Linked DNA regions of Zea mays: region 2 is linked to region 1. A link is a contact called in public Hi-C data. All regions are on one chromosome and are shown on one strand. The core of a region is the stretch at or near the end of the contact, and the rest is flanking DNA. Distances in the headings are between cores, read along the strand shown.

The links. Hi-C and Micro-C count contacts between places; a contact is called where the count stands out from the background.
Region 2: a Hi-C map of ear shows a contact between it and region 1, with 2.4 times the contacts expected there. The contact joins the enhancer-like site here to the promoter of LOC100285248 in region 1. A contact is called at or near these places in 2 of 25 Hi-C or Micro-C datasets (ear and leaf).

Annotation. Positions count from the first base shown.
Region 1 is chr1:152,857,735-152,864,077 of Zm-B73-REFERENCE-NAM-5.0, forward strand. LOC100285248 reads right to left here and starts at 3,496. Exons shown (of 5, transcript NM_001158142.2): 1 at 3,144-3,496; 2 at 576-831; 3 at 1-501. The coding sequence starts at 3,356.
Region 2 is chr1:152,952,442-152,958,784 of Zm-B73-REFERENCE-NAM-5.0, forward strand. No RefSeq gene overlaps it. Among protein-coding and RNA genes, the nearest start is that of LOC100285248, 94 kb to the left of the region's middle. Within about 2 kb of position 3,075, at least 8 of the 20 cell types and tissues checked have an H3K27ac peak or open chromatin away from gene starts, as enhancers often do. A contact at or near this core is called in ear, where this site is marked.

The sequences.
Region 1 (6,343 bases), core at 2,246-4,745:
CGGTTCGAGGGTATATTCCAGGTAAAACCTCTTCGAGGTGCTTGGCAATAATAGATGTCTGGCCACACAGTGACAATGCAAAGGTTAAATGCTCCATAACAGATGGATCCCAGTGTGTCTTCCCAAGGAACCACTTCTTCAATAGTATCATGAGCAGTAGGATTGCCTCTTCTAAGTTATTCCTAGGAACAAATGAACCTTCAGTTTGTGAAGCCAAGCTTGGAGGGGCCGCCTCTACACCACCGTACAACAAGAAAACAGCAAACCTCTTCTGAATCCTTGTGCAGCATTCATCATCAAGATTCCATTGACTTAGAAGAGCACGGCGGTATGAAGCAAGTGCTTCTTGATAGGCCCCAGCTTGCTTCCAAAGTTCTGGGAGAAGCTCAACAGATTTACTGACAGTTTCCTGCAGTTTTTGTTCAACCATAACACCAGGTATGCCACATTGGAAGATACTTTCAACAGCATCAAGGACACTTTTACACTGTTTAGCAGCCTCTGCAAGTCAATGGCTTCAGAAAGTCAGATAAGCCCAACTGATATGATTATAATGCAAAATGAACAATTCATACCCATTGCCTTGCCCAACTTTTGAAGAGACATTGATTTCAAGTAAATGGCTTCAAGAACAAGGCTAGCAGCATGCTGTGATCCTGAATTTGATGAATCTGCCCGTAATTTGTTACTTCGCTTCGAGAGTGGTTTATCAGAAAGAGAAGGTTGGAAGCGCTGAATAGCAGCTTGAAGGTCAATTCCATCAAATACTCGCAGAGCAGCTTCCACATTGCCTCTCTGATATTCCAGTCTCCCAAGGAGAGCTCTAGCTTCCTAATATTGACAGAAAACTCAGTTAGCTTCCTAATGTAACTATAATTTAGTATATCCCAGATAGAAATTTTTGTAGGATGTTGATAAAATGTTAATGGATACAAATATAGGAAAGCAGACTACAGCGATAAAATTAATGAGTACAAAGATTGTCATGTACAAAAAAAAAACCAAATGCACAAATTTCACTGGGTACACGCTAAGACCGTTTCTCTTTCTTTTTTCCTCTTGTTGGTGGCTGATGATGGGTTTCGTATCTAGACTATCCCAACTTGCTTGGGACTAATATATATTTGTGTTGCAGTGGTGGTGGTGCTTTCAAACAATCTTAGCTTGTATACATACAATTATGCGAAAGGGCCTCTAGCCTAGCGGTTAAAGGCTTCCGAGTAGCACCTCCAAGTCCCGGGTTCGATTCCCCTCAGGGGCGAATTTTCCGGGTTGGTTAAAAAAAATCCCCTCGTTGTGTCTCATTCGCTCTCGGGTTACGATGTCATGTGTGCCACCCTCCAATTGGGCCGTTGCAGAGTGAACGGTTGACGTCGGCTCGTTAATGATAGGGGTCAGGGTTCGGGAAGTTTCTCGGCCGGGACCATTGTTTTTCGGTCTCTTCTTAGCATAATACCGGGAGGGCAGTCATTCCTTCCCCGAACGAGTTTATTTAGTATACATACAATTATCAATGTTGAAAAAAAAGATTTTGGAGCAAATTATAAGGATACAAATAACTGTATTGATTTCTATTATTATCTGAACAACACAGGATTTAATTTGATATGGATGAAACAGTGCATAAAGTAACTCAGAACAGTGTAGAGAATTAAAGATTCTGAAATCTCGGCATCAACAGCATCACCGTCGTCCTACAAACTGTGTCAAGATTCTCTGGTTAGTTCATGGTGCCTGATGCTTTCGAATTCGAACTATAAGAGAAGCAGATTCAACATTATCTGGAACCAAAACTGCATTTTCATTTTATAGAAAAAAAATGAAGAAACTGAACGGAAAATCCTCTCGCCACAACAAACATTAAGGAAGAACAGTACCAACTTGAACTAAACAAAAAATAATCATCCCACGATGCTTTGAAATTCCAGCATAAAACAATAAAACTACAGCATCAAAATTGAATGTGCACACTTATCTTTACATTACGGTTTTTGAGAACAATAGAAAACAAGAGGAATGGTCATCCTTTTGTCTGTTGCCACAAGAAACATCAACATAAGATCATGCCACTATCCAACCAAACAAAGAGCTATTATTTTCCGTGTTCAATTCTCATTTGTAGATAGTGCAAATTATTTCTAAATTCAACAAAAAAATCACCTTACTATAATACTATCTGATTTGAACTCCAAAAACAGCACCACCCTTGCTAGTTCTAGAATGACATGTAGATTCTAACACCAAATAAAATCACAAGCCACTGGTGAATCAATCCTACAGCTAAACCAACAGACACATATGCTATCTCCCAATGCCAAGTTCACAAGACAGCACCACATAGCCAGAACTCAGTGACTGAATCATGATCTCATAGTTACACAGTGAGCCACAAATTGACACAATAACATTACCCTCGAATTAAACAGTAATCATAATTCAAATGATTAGCCCATTGCTCACATGGGCTTCTGTTGGGTTTCAATTCTAGGTAGCCCTAACTTGCTTGGGAGTAAAAGGCTTTGTTGTTGTTATTGTTGTAGACCATTGCCCACATAACTTAGCAAAAAGAAAGATCATTTACAAACTTATCCTCACTTGAATTCTGACAATTATGTATATGAACAACACAACAACTTATATATTACTTTGTTTTTAATATTGGAACTCTCCACAAAAAATAGAAATTTTGATTGTATGCAATAATTATTCCCACCATTTACCAGATGAATGCATCTTCACGAAAGTCCAATCTCTCCCAGTACAAATTCAGGATCGCAACACCAAAAATGGTGCTCAACTAGACCAATCCACTCGACGTTCTGAAAAACATTCCCATTAGGATGGTCACCATAACCCATGAAAAGAGCTTCGTCGATCTCCCAGAAGTAGCCCCTTCCAGATGAAATGAAAGAAACCAAACATAAAAACACCATTTTTTGAGAGCGTGTAGTTTTGGAGCGCAAAATTTCGCCACATCCCGATCTCCCCCAAAGTGCAACAAAGAGCGTCGTACGGACTCGCATTCACCCAAAAAAAGATTCCATCTTCCCACACCATTTTGCCCAAACCGCGCCACAAATAACTGGATTCATATTCCCAGATCAAGCCAAGAACGAGCTACAGGGCCGAAGAGATTTCGAGACCTCGTAGTTGAGGGAGAGACCCTCGCGGAGCGACGACTCCGCCTCCTGGATGTTGCCATCGTCGACCTTGGCCTCCGATGAGCCGGACGCCGAGGCACCTCCATCCGACTCCGGCAGTGCCGCCTTCCCCTTTATCGGGGACGCGGCGGCCGCCGGTGGCCAATCCCCGGTGGGGCTCGCCACGCTCCGGCTGTCCCACTCCGCCGCCGCCATCGCTGCCGCCGATACCGATACGTCACCGCTGCCGCCGCGGTAGCTCGAATCCTCCGGCAAGCATGATAGGACAATGTAGGGGAAAACGCCGTTGGGTACGACAGGGAGAAGGCGAGATCCAACTCTACTCTTGGGACCTTAGGCGCTTTGTTTTGTTTTTTGGTTTTGTTTCCCTCGTGAGGTGTTTGGTAGTGGCTGACCATGTCTTGAGGAAAACAACATTCTATTTGAGGTATTTCTATTGTGAATTTGGCAGTTTATTTATGTAAAATTTGACAGTTAAGGGGGTGTTTGGTTAGAGGGACTAAAGATTAGTCTCTAGTTTTTAGTCCCATTTAGTCTCTTTTTTTGTTAAACACTAGGACTAAAATATGGACTAAAATGATTTAGTCTTTAGTCCTTCACATATGTGCTAAAAGAGACTAAACCATATTAATTTCACATTTACCCCTCATTTAGTTCAAGTGTACTAATAGCAGGAGAATATTAAATGCCATTTTAGTCTTCTTATGAGTCATTTAGTATATTTTTACTATTTTTAGCTCTTAGAACTAAATATGTTAGGGACTAAACTTTAGTCCTCTAACTAAACTTTAGTCCCTAGACTAAAGAAACCAAACATGGCCTAAAGCTTGGCCAGGTTGCAAAAGACCGCCTACAAACCAGCAAGAGTTGCTAAAGTAAATAGAGAGTAAATTACGTTCGAGCATCTCTAAGATATAGCTAAATAGTTTGTCAAGCTAAATTTTAGCTATTTAATAGTAAAATAGGTCTTCAACAGACTAGTCATTTAACTTGTAGACCTATCTGGCTCACTAAATTAGCTTTCTCACTAGTCAAATTTAGCTAGCAACTCTGGCTAGTCAAGCTAACTTGTATGTTAGAGAATCCGTTCGAATGATAGATTTTAATCTTTATGAAAAGACAAATAAAAAGTCAAATAGAGAATAAAAAATAAAGAGACTCTTGGAGATGCTCTTATCGGTCATTAAACTTATATAGCTTATAGCATTGTATTATTTCGGTACCTAAACTTTTAAAGTGTATATCTAGATTTCTAAACTTATAAAGTTGTATCATCTCGTTTTCTAAACTCTCAACATACACATTCTAGTCCATATACTTCTAAGGTCGTATCATCTGGGTCTATAATTTTTTTTGATGTCATACATGTTCAGATAATTTGGACCATTGATGACACCAAAAACAAATTTAGAGACTCAAATGCACGGAGCGAAATGTGCATGTTAAGAGTTTAGAGACCGGAATGATACAACTTCATAAGGTTAGAATTTAGATATATACTTTGATAGTTTAAGGACCGGAATGATACATCACTATAAATTTAGGAACCGATAATGTACTTTACTCTAAAATAAATGTCTTTAACTTGCTGATTCTCTAGTTATAAAATTTTAGAGTTGGTTTGGCTCAATTATTACCCGTGAAAAAAACTAAGGTAAGTTGTCTCCTATTACGGCTAGTTTTTTAGCCCCTTCAACCCCCTCCGGTTTTGTGACTCTCAAACTAGCCCTTAGATGTGTACTGCTCACGATAAACATAATTCTAGACACCACAACCAAAAAAAGATAGTTTGGATACCTTTATTTTATATCACTGGAATCTACTTAATAGGATAGACTATTTGGTTTGGAATTTAACATTTCATCACTTTCTAAAATTTAGATATAAGTCTATCTTACATATATAGAGTGATGAATGAAAATTGATTTTATGTATCACCAAACTATGTTTGCACTCTATAATAACACGCTCTTCGGCTCGCTCACCTATAGAAATGTAGCAGACAAATATCTATCTCGTAAAGCCAACAGTGGTACATGAATATTTTCCACATAAATTATATTAGCTTAATTGATGTGTGTCTAAATTATGATTATTATAATGGAATTCAATTTAAAGTATTCAAATGAGGCTTAACATGAATCTAATGTATGGCATGCATGAATTAATGTATGGCATGCAAGCTAAAACTCAGGCGAGGAGGATAAGACCACCCTCACAGTATTTCATTAATAGAAGGTTGTGACAACGGTATGGACCGAGAAACCCTTGAACCCTGTCCTCCCATCACTGATGGTGATGACAGTGGCGCATCTAGAATTTTACTATAGGGTATGTCATCTAAAATTTACATATTCATTTGATCAAACTACAAGAAAATTAACACGATATGTTTTCTATGTTGAATATTTTTAGATATTTTTTATTCTTTCAATAAATATATTTATATATATGGTGTATATACTGGACACGCGGCTACACCATTAGATATTTATAAGCCTGAGGGTGGCGCACAGCCGAATTGAAGCCTGAGAGCAGATGAGGAACACAAAGGGATTTTTTGTGGAGAGTACTTGTGAAAAGGGTTCTGTCGCCTTCGCCATTGGGGTATTGCCCCATCAGTGTATGGCATGCAAGCTTGTTTAGCGTTAGAGCAGCATCGGTGAGATGTGTTGGTCTTTCAATTTGTTGCCGCAATTGTTTATTCATTTATTTCTGACATGTGCATGTGCAGCTATTTCATTATCAATTGTTTAATCTTTAACTTACTAGCTGCTATAATTGTGCATCTCTGGTAGGCGGTGTGTGGACTCTGTTAATTTATCTTTGCTACAGAATGGGGAAAAGGCATCAAAATAAAAAAAAATGCGCCGGTTTTATGTTTCAGGAGTTGGTAAATGGTCGCCAAATGTAGAGAGAAAATAAGGTTAGATGAGAGCTGGCTAAATTTAAGAAGTTAATTTAGAGAGCTATTAAAGAAGAGTTTTTAGGTTAACTACATAAATTACTGATTTAGTGAGTCTTTTAGAGAACTACCGAAGTTGCTCTTGGGACCAAATAGGCATATTCTCTATTTATGTACTTTAAAATAGATATGAAACTATCTATATTTCCACTTATTTGGAACAAGCTAAAAACCAAAAACTAAAAGAAAATTTCAAGATGCTATACAAATTATACTA
Region 2 (6,343 bases), core at 1,825-4,324, 94 kb after region 1:
GAGGAGTCTGCAAAAAAGGCTGAGGCAATGGCCGCAAAGATAAAGAAGCCAACTAAGGCAGATTACAAAAACGTGCCTAAAAAATATGTGTCGGGCAGACCTCTGCTACCTCTTGAGAAACTAAGAAAGGTCCCGACTGGTGTTAAAAGGTTGCATGACTGGTACATGCGGGCATCATCGGTTGGCATCGACACCATCAGTGTGCATATACCATACCATGCTTTTATTGGTTCGGACCAAAAGGCCGTTGTTACATTCGAGGACATGTGGTTAATGATGAACCTTCAGAGACTCGACGTGCAACTTGTAACGATGTTTGCATTGTAAGTGTCGCTCATACTTCCACATATGTGTGTTATTATTAGTGAGCTGTATAAAATTTCAATATCTGACATGCACGTGTGACTTGCAGAATGCAACATGATCAGCAGGAGATCCTTTACGGTACCAAGCCCAATGCTAGTGCCAGTAAAAGGGTTGGGTATCTCAACCCAATACTTATATCCGAGGAAAGCCACACTTTTAGAATCGGGAAAGACAACGATGAATTACGGGGAAAGACGGACGAAGAAGTTGAGAAGCGTATAAAGGATATGAAGAAGGATTTTGAAGCTCGATACGCCACCTACATAGGACATGCAATGCTTCAATTTCAAGACAGGAAAGCCATAATGGCCCCGTACAACTTTAAGTAAGTGTGATTTTGCATAAATAAAATTAATAATTTCAATACACATGCATCACAAATTTGATTCGTACAGGGACCACTGGATATGCTTCCTCATTTATCCTAAGGTTGGAAAGGTGCTGGTGCTCGACTCCTTGAACTTCGACCCTTCGACATATGCAGAATTCCTAAGAATCTTAGAGCTGTAAGCCTTTTCTATGCATGCATACTTTTATCGATTAAAATTTGAGAATAACATGGTGATTCTATTTGAGATCACAGGGCTTTTAGGTTCTATAAGTTTAAAGGTGGAAAGTACGACCTGTCGAAACAACGCGTGCCACTAGACATCCATCATCACTGGCCGGTAAGTATGTGATTTTATGAATACATATCATACACAATGTTGCAACTAAATAACCAATCTCCCGTTATGTAGTGCCACAAGCAACCACAAGGATCGGTCCTATGTGGATTCTATGCGTGCGAGTTCATGAGAGTGAACGGACGATACATCACGAACCCTGACAAGGTATTATTAGTAATAGTCAAGTATGTATTTATGTCATTAAAGATGCAAATGTGTTATTATTGAGTATAAATAGATGATGTTTATAAAATTCCTTTACAGCAATTTCAACGAGGAAACCCGGAGAACTTGACCGAAGCTGCATTGTATGGCATAGTCGAGGACCTCTGCACATTCATATTGAAAGAGGTCATTCCCGCAGAAGGAAAATATCACGATGCTTCCGGAACATTAGCTTTGCCAGAGTTTAGAATACTAACAGAAATTAGTAGATTATCTCTTAGCCGAGATAGTTATTAGAACTTAGGTGAAAACTTTTGATGTATAGAATGCATGAAGCATATATGGTTGTAAACAGAATACTTTGATGTATATAAATGAATGATAGAATTTAATTCCATGTTGTTTTCAATATCAATATAGATCTATATATATATATATGTTTGTGTGTGTGTAAATAAATATATATATAATTCAGTATTGTTTGAAATTTTGAAAAAAGACGGGAAAACTTACACTGGCGGCTAAATAAAGAAAACCGCCAGTGAAAAGTGCATTTCCACTGGCGGTTTTATAAAGCAAACCGCCAGTGAAAAGTGCATTTCCACTGGCGGTTTTATAAAGCAAACCGCCAGTGGAAATTCTATTATCACTGGCGGTTTCCTTACGAAAACCGCCAGTGAAAATGCACTTTCCACTAGCGGTTCCAAAATAACCGCCAGTGGAAATGCTGATTTTCACTGGCCCCTAGCACTGGCGGAACTGAAAAACGCCAGTGTAAATAGGTTTAGAACCGCCACTATAGAGCTTCTGTGTACTAGTGACTATAAGTTCTAGTGCATTCAAACACCCCCTCAATCGCACGTGTCGTTACTTTATCCAACCAATCAAAGTATGACAAGTGGTCCCACTCCCACCATCGATTCCTCCCACAATCCATTTTCGTTCCCACTGCCATTACCAGTTTATCAAGGCTAGCAAATACTAGCTAAGTTCCTTCTCGGTTGGTTACATTTTTTGTGATGTTAAGAGCAACTCCAAAAGTCCCTGAAAAAAACACAAAGTTTCTCTTATATAGATTTTGATGAAAAAATTACCTTCCATTAGTTTTTTTATTAGATCTCCAACTATAATTGTCCTCTATCCTAGCTTGCTAGCCAAAAATGAAGAGCAGTAATGACCATCGACACTCACAATTCATTTTAAACTATATCAATAGTTAAAGTAAACGGCAATAACTATGCAAGCGAATGAGATATTTAACAAATATATATGTGTAGTGGGTAGTTTTAATATAAGCTCTCTATTTTCCCAAATAAAAATAATAATACACATAAAAGTGTTTTGATAGAGAAAATTTAACATCTAGAGTATTGCGGCTATTTATGCCATTATGGGGTTAACTACGAGCAAAATTTAGAAATACGTACTAGAGTAGTTTAACTAAAAATATGGATAAAAATACTATAACTTTAGCTAAGGTTTAATTGAATACATAATGAAGACAAGTAACTGTGCGCGCGCCACAGAAAGATAATATGGATGGGAAAAGGTATAAAGTAAGTCGTAAGTTTATCACAAGACATTACAAAGTATCCATTGTATACTACAAATAAATCAAACGAAGAGATGGAGCAAACGTAGGTAAATAAACTTATTTTGTTGTAGGTACTAAATTAAACAAGAACGTCTAATGCCTATGTTACTAATAATCTTGTAGCGCAAGAGCATGGATGATATGAGGTGATCTCATAATGTGATGGGTCAGGACACGTCCAGCTGGTGCATGAGAAGCCCAAAAGCCTAGTATAGTAGTTGCACCACACATGATAACTCTAAGAAGAACCCGACAAGATTGTCTTAGATGATATGAGGTGATCATGGACGCCCATGGGCCTTGTGTCTTGCCTGACTGCTCACCAGCTACCCTTTCTATTCCATCTCAGTGCTGTCTTCTCTACGTCCATCTTATCAGTGTAATATCCAAGTATATGGCACAAGCACTGTTAGCTCAGGATGGGATTCATCTGATTTTTTTGTACTCTTGCTGTCTTGGAACTCTATGTATGAGTGACCTCAACGTCCAGCTTTGGATTTTTGGCACCCATGAGTATATCCCTCAAAGAATCCTGATCACTCGAGAACATGAGAAAATAAAAACCAGAGTGAACACAACATAGTAAACGGCAATATATTAGTTCAGATCACAATGCGCCAATAATCAGGAAAAGGCGATATATAAAGGTAGAAAGGATAAGAGTATCCTAGGAGGATATTGCTTTGTTTGCTTTCAGAAAGGAAAGGCTCTCCTGTCTGGGCTTTCTTTCAAGTGTCAGATACAGATATCATTCAGGTTGCTGATGAGTTGCTGTTGTTGGCGAGCACTGCCAAAAGCTACAAAGAAATTAGGCTTTATTCATTTGAACTGTGCTAGATTAGGCTTTTAGGGTGATGAGATGAGAAGCCTGTCCAAGTGAGCTCTCGCGTGAAAGTATCACATCATCGCGCTAACGGCTATAGTTGATCCTGCTCATTGTGCCGATTTCGCAACAACTGATGGAGACGTAGCAGATGATGCAAGCATTGTCCACTGGGATATGCAAAAAAGACGGCCGGGGATGTAAGCGTGAATCTGTTCAACATTATTGGTCACTGATGGAATGGAACGGTACACTATGACATTATTGCCTGAGACTTCAGGGCAAGATCATATCACTAGTAATCCTAGAAACATTATCGATCGTATAATCCTAATGGTACCCATAGACTTTAGTACTCACTGCATACAACCACTCAAATGGACACAAACAGTACAATATATAATATGACAAATATCAGCGACGAACCTGTGAACACGTGGTTGATACATGACCACAATATCTAAGTACGACGAGTGTTTGTCAACAAGATAATCAGCTTTGGTTTGGTGTTGGCTAATTTAGCATGAACGTGGTGTTATATACGATTTGTCTCTTGACTTGTGGTGCATATGTGTGGAGCAGAGACGGTGGTCGACGGTGAAGATAAAGGTCAAACAGGTTTGTAACGATGGACTAAGAGCGGTGAAGTACGAACGTCGAGGCATGGATTAGGGACTAGAGAATTTGTAGGACTGGCTGTAGGTGACTGACAGCTGGAGTCGTTGATAAGTAAGACTGAGTTGATCAAGTCAAGGTAGTAGTCAATCAAGTCAAATGGAGGTGCCAGAGGACTTGGTGATCAGACGGTTGAGGGTTGATGGTGAAAAACGTCAAGATCACAAAGAAAGCATAGAGGATACACTACTCTAGAGTGATTTGGGCTTTGAAACCACTGGACAAATGACTCTTAGTTTTCGGCCTCAAAATCCAGGTGGTGTTTTTATGGGAATGGGAGGCATCATTGTGAAGCTTGTGTCAATGCCAAACAAAGTCGTTAGATCTATTGATCTTGAGTTAGACCATAATGCCCCCAAGGTTAAGTGGTTCGACTCTGATTACCTAGAGATAAGCTAGGAGTGTGTAATATCCCTATAAATAAGCAAGAAGTTGATCTAACCAGCATTATCTCTTTAGCGTATCATTTCTTTTATTCTTGTTAGGTTCCCTCTTTCCCTAGACTATTGAGTGAGATCCACATGTACATATCTAAAATTAGTAATTCTATCATTTGTGTAAACTCTAGCAAAGTGGTAACATCTACTAGAGTTAAATCAAAGCAACCTTTCCCATGAAATTCATGAAGCCATCTTTGTCTTATGAAATGAAAAGCAAGTTCTTTCCAATGCTACCTTCAAACTGTCAGTGCACAATTTTGATCTCTTGACTTTTATTAGCTCCTAATATAGATAATGCGCTATTGTGCTTACATTGATTTTGGTTTTGTTTTTTCCTCTATTAAATCCTTGTTTTGGGCTAATTTTATATTTCTAAAGATTTAAGGCTGATCGGGGTGGCTAAATACGTGCTAGGACCCCAGAGGAACATATTTACCAACCTATTTAGTCAAATTAATCACATGTACGATTTGGCGGAATTTTGAGAAGGGTTGAGAAAATCCCTATTTAGTTTGTGGGACTTTTAAGATCTCTAGAGTGTAATTTAGATTTTGGGCTTGATCTTCTCGTATAATATTCCTAACTCCCTTGTTAACCTTTGTACAAAATTTCATCTTTATTTGAGTTCAATTGAGGCATTTTGTACTTTTGGAGGAAAAATTGGGAGTTAAATAGGTCAAACCAACCTAGGTCACTCTTCAATCTCAGCCAGGTCGAATTCTCGGTTGAGTCGACCCTACAACCCAGCTAGGCCAACTTTGTACCTGCCTAGAAACGCCAAATCTAGCTAGGCCAACCCTTCACCCTAGACATACTGCCTTTGTTTGTATAATTTGTGTTTTGAGTGCCTTTTGAGTTTCGGGTGTCTAAACTTTGATCCGTTTGTTCTGATGAGTTTCTAATTTGTCTATAAACCTTTTCAAATCATTAGATCACCGGTTGGTTTAGATTATTTGTGTGTGCTCTTTCATCACCTTTATTGAGGTTGAGAGCAACAATCATTTTTCGAGTAAATGTTTTATGTGTGTGTTGGCTATTCTATTGGTTTGAGTGTTACGTTGTGTTTTCTAGTCACACTAGAGTACATCCGGTCATCAGTTGGCTCAAGAGCTACTTAGGGTCTGTTTGGTTGAGTTGTAGATTATGAAAATCTGATTCTAGCTGTTAGCTGTGATAAATCTGCTATGAGTAATGGGTTTTAGAAAAGCTAAAATATATTTGGTGAACATAATTGTCAACTTTAATGTCGGGTACCATAATTAGGGGTACCCCCAACACTCCTAAACTCGGCTGGTAATCACCATCAGCGCAAACTGCAGAGACTGATGGGCGCAATTCAGGTTAAGGCTTCGTCTACTTAAGGGACGCAATCTCGCCTCGCCCGAGCCCAGCCTCGGGCGAGAACAGTAGTCCCAGGCGAATTCACGCCTCGCCCGAGGGCCTCCTCAGCAACGGGCGCACCCTCGACTCGCCCGAAGCCTAGCTCGGGCAGGCTTCGTTGTGAAGCAACCTTGGCCAAATCACCTCACCAAACCGACCATATCGCAGGCGCATTCAATGCAAGGATCGCCTGGCGCCTTATCCTGACACGCGTGCCTCAGTCGGCAAGGTC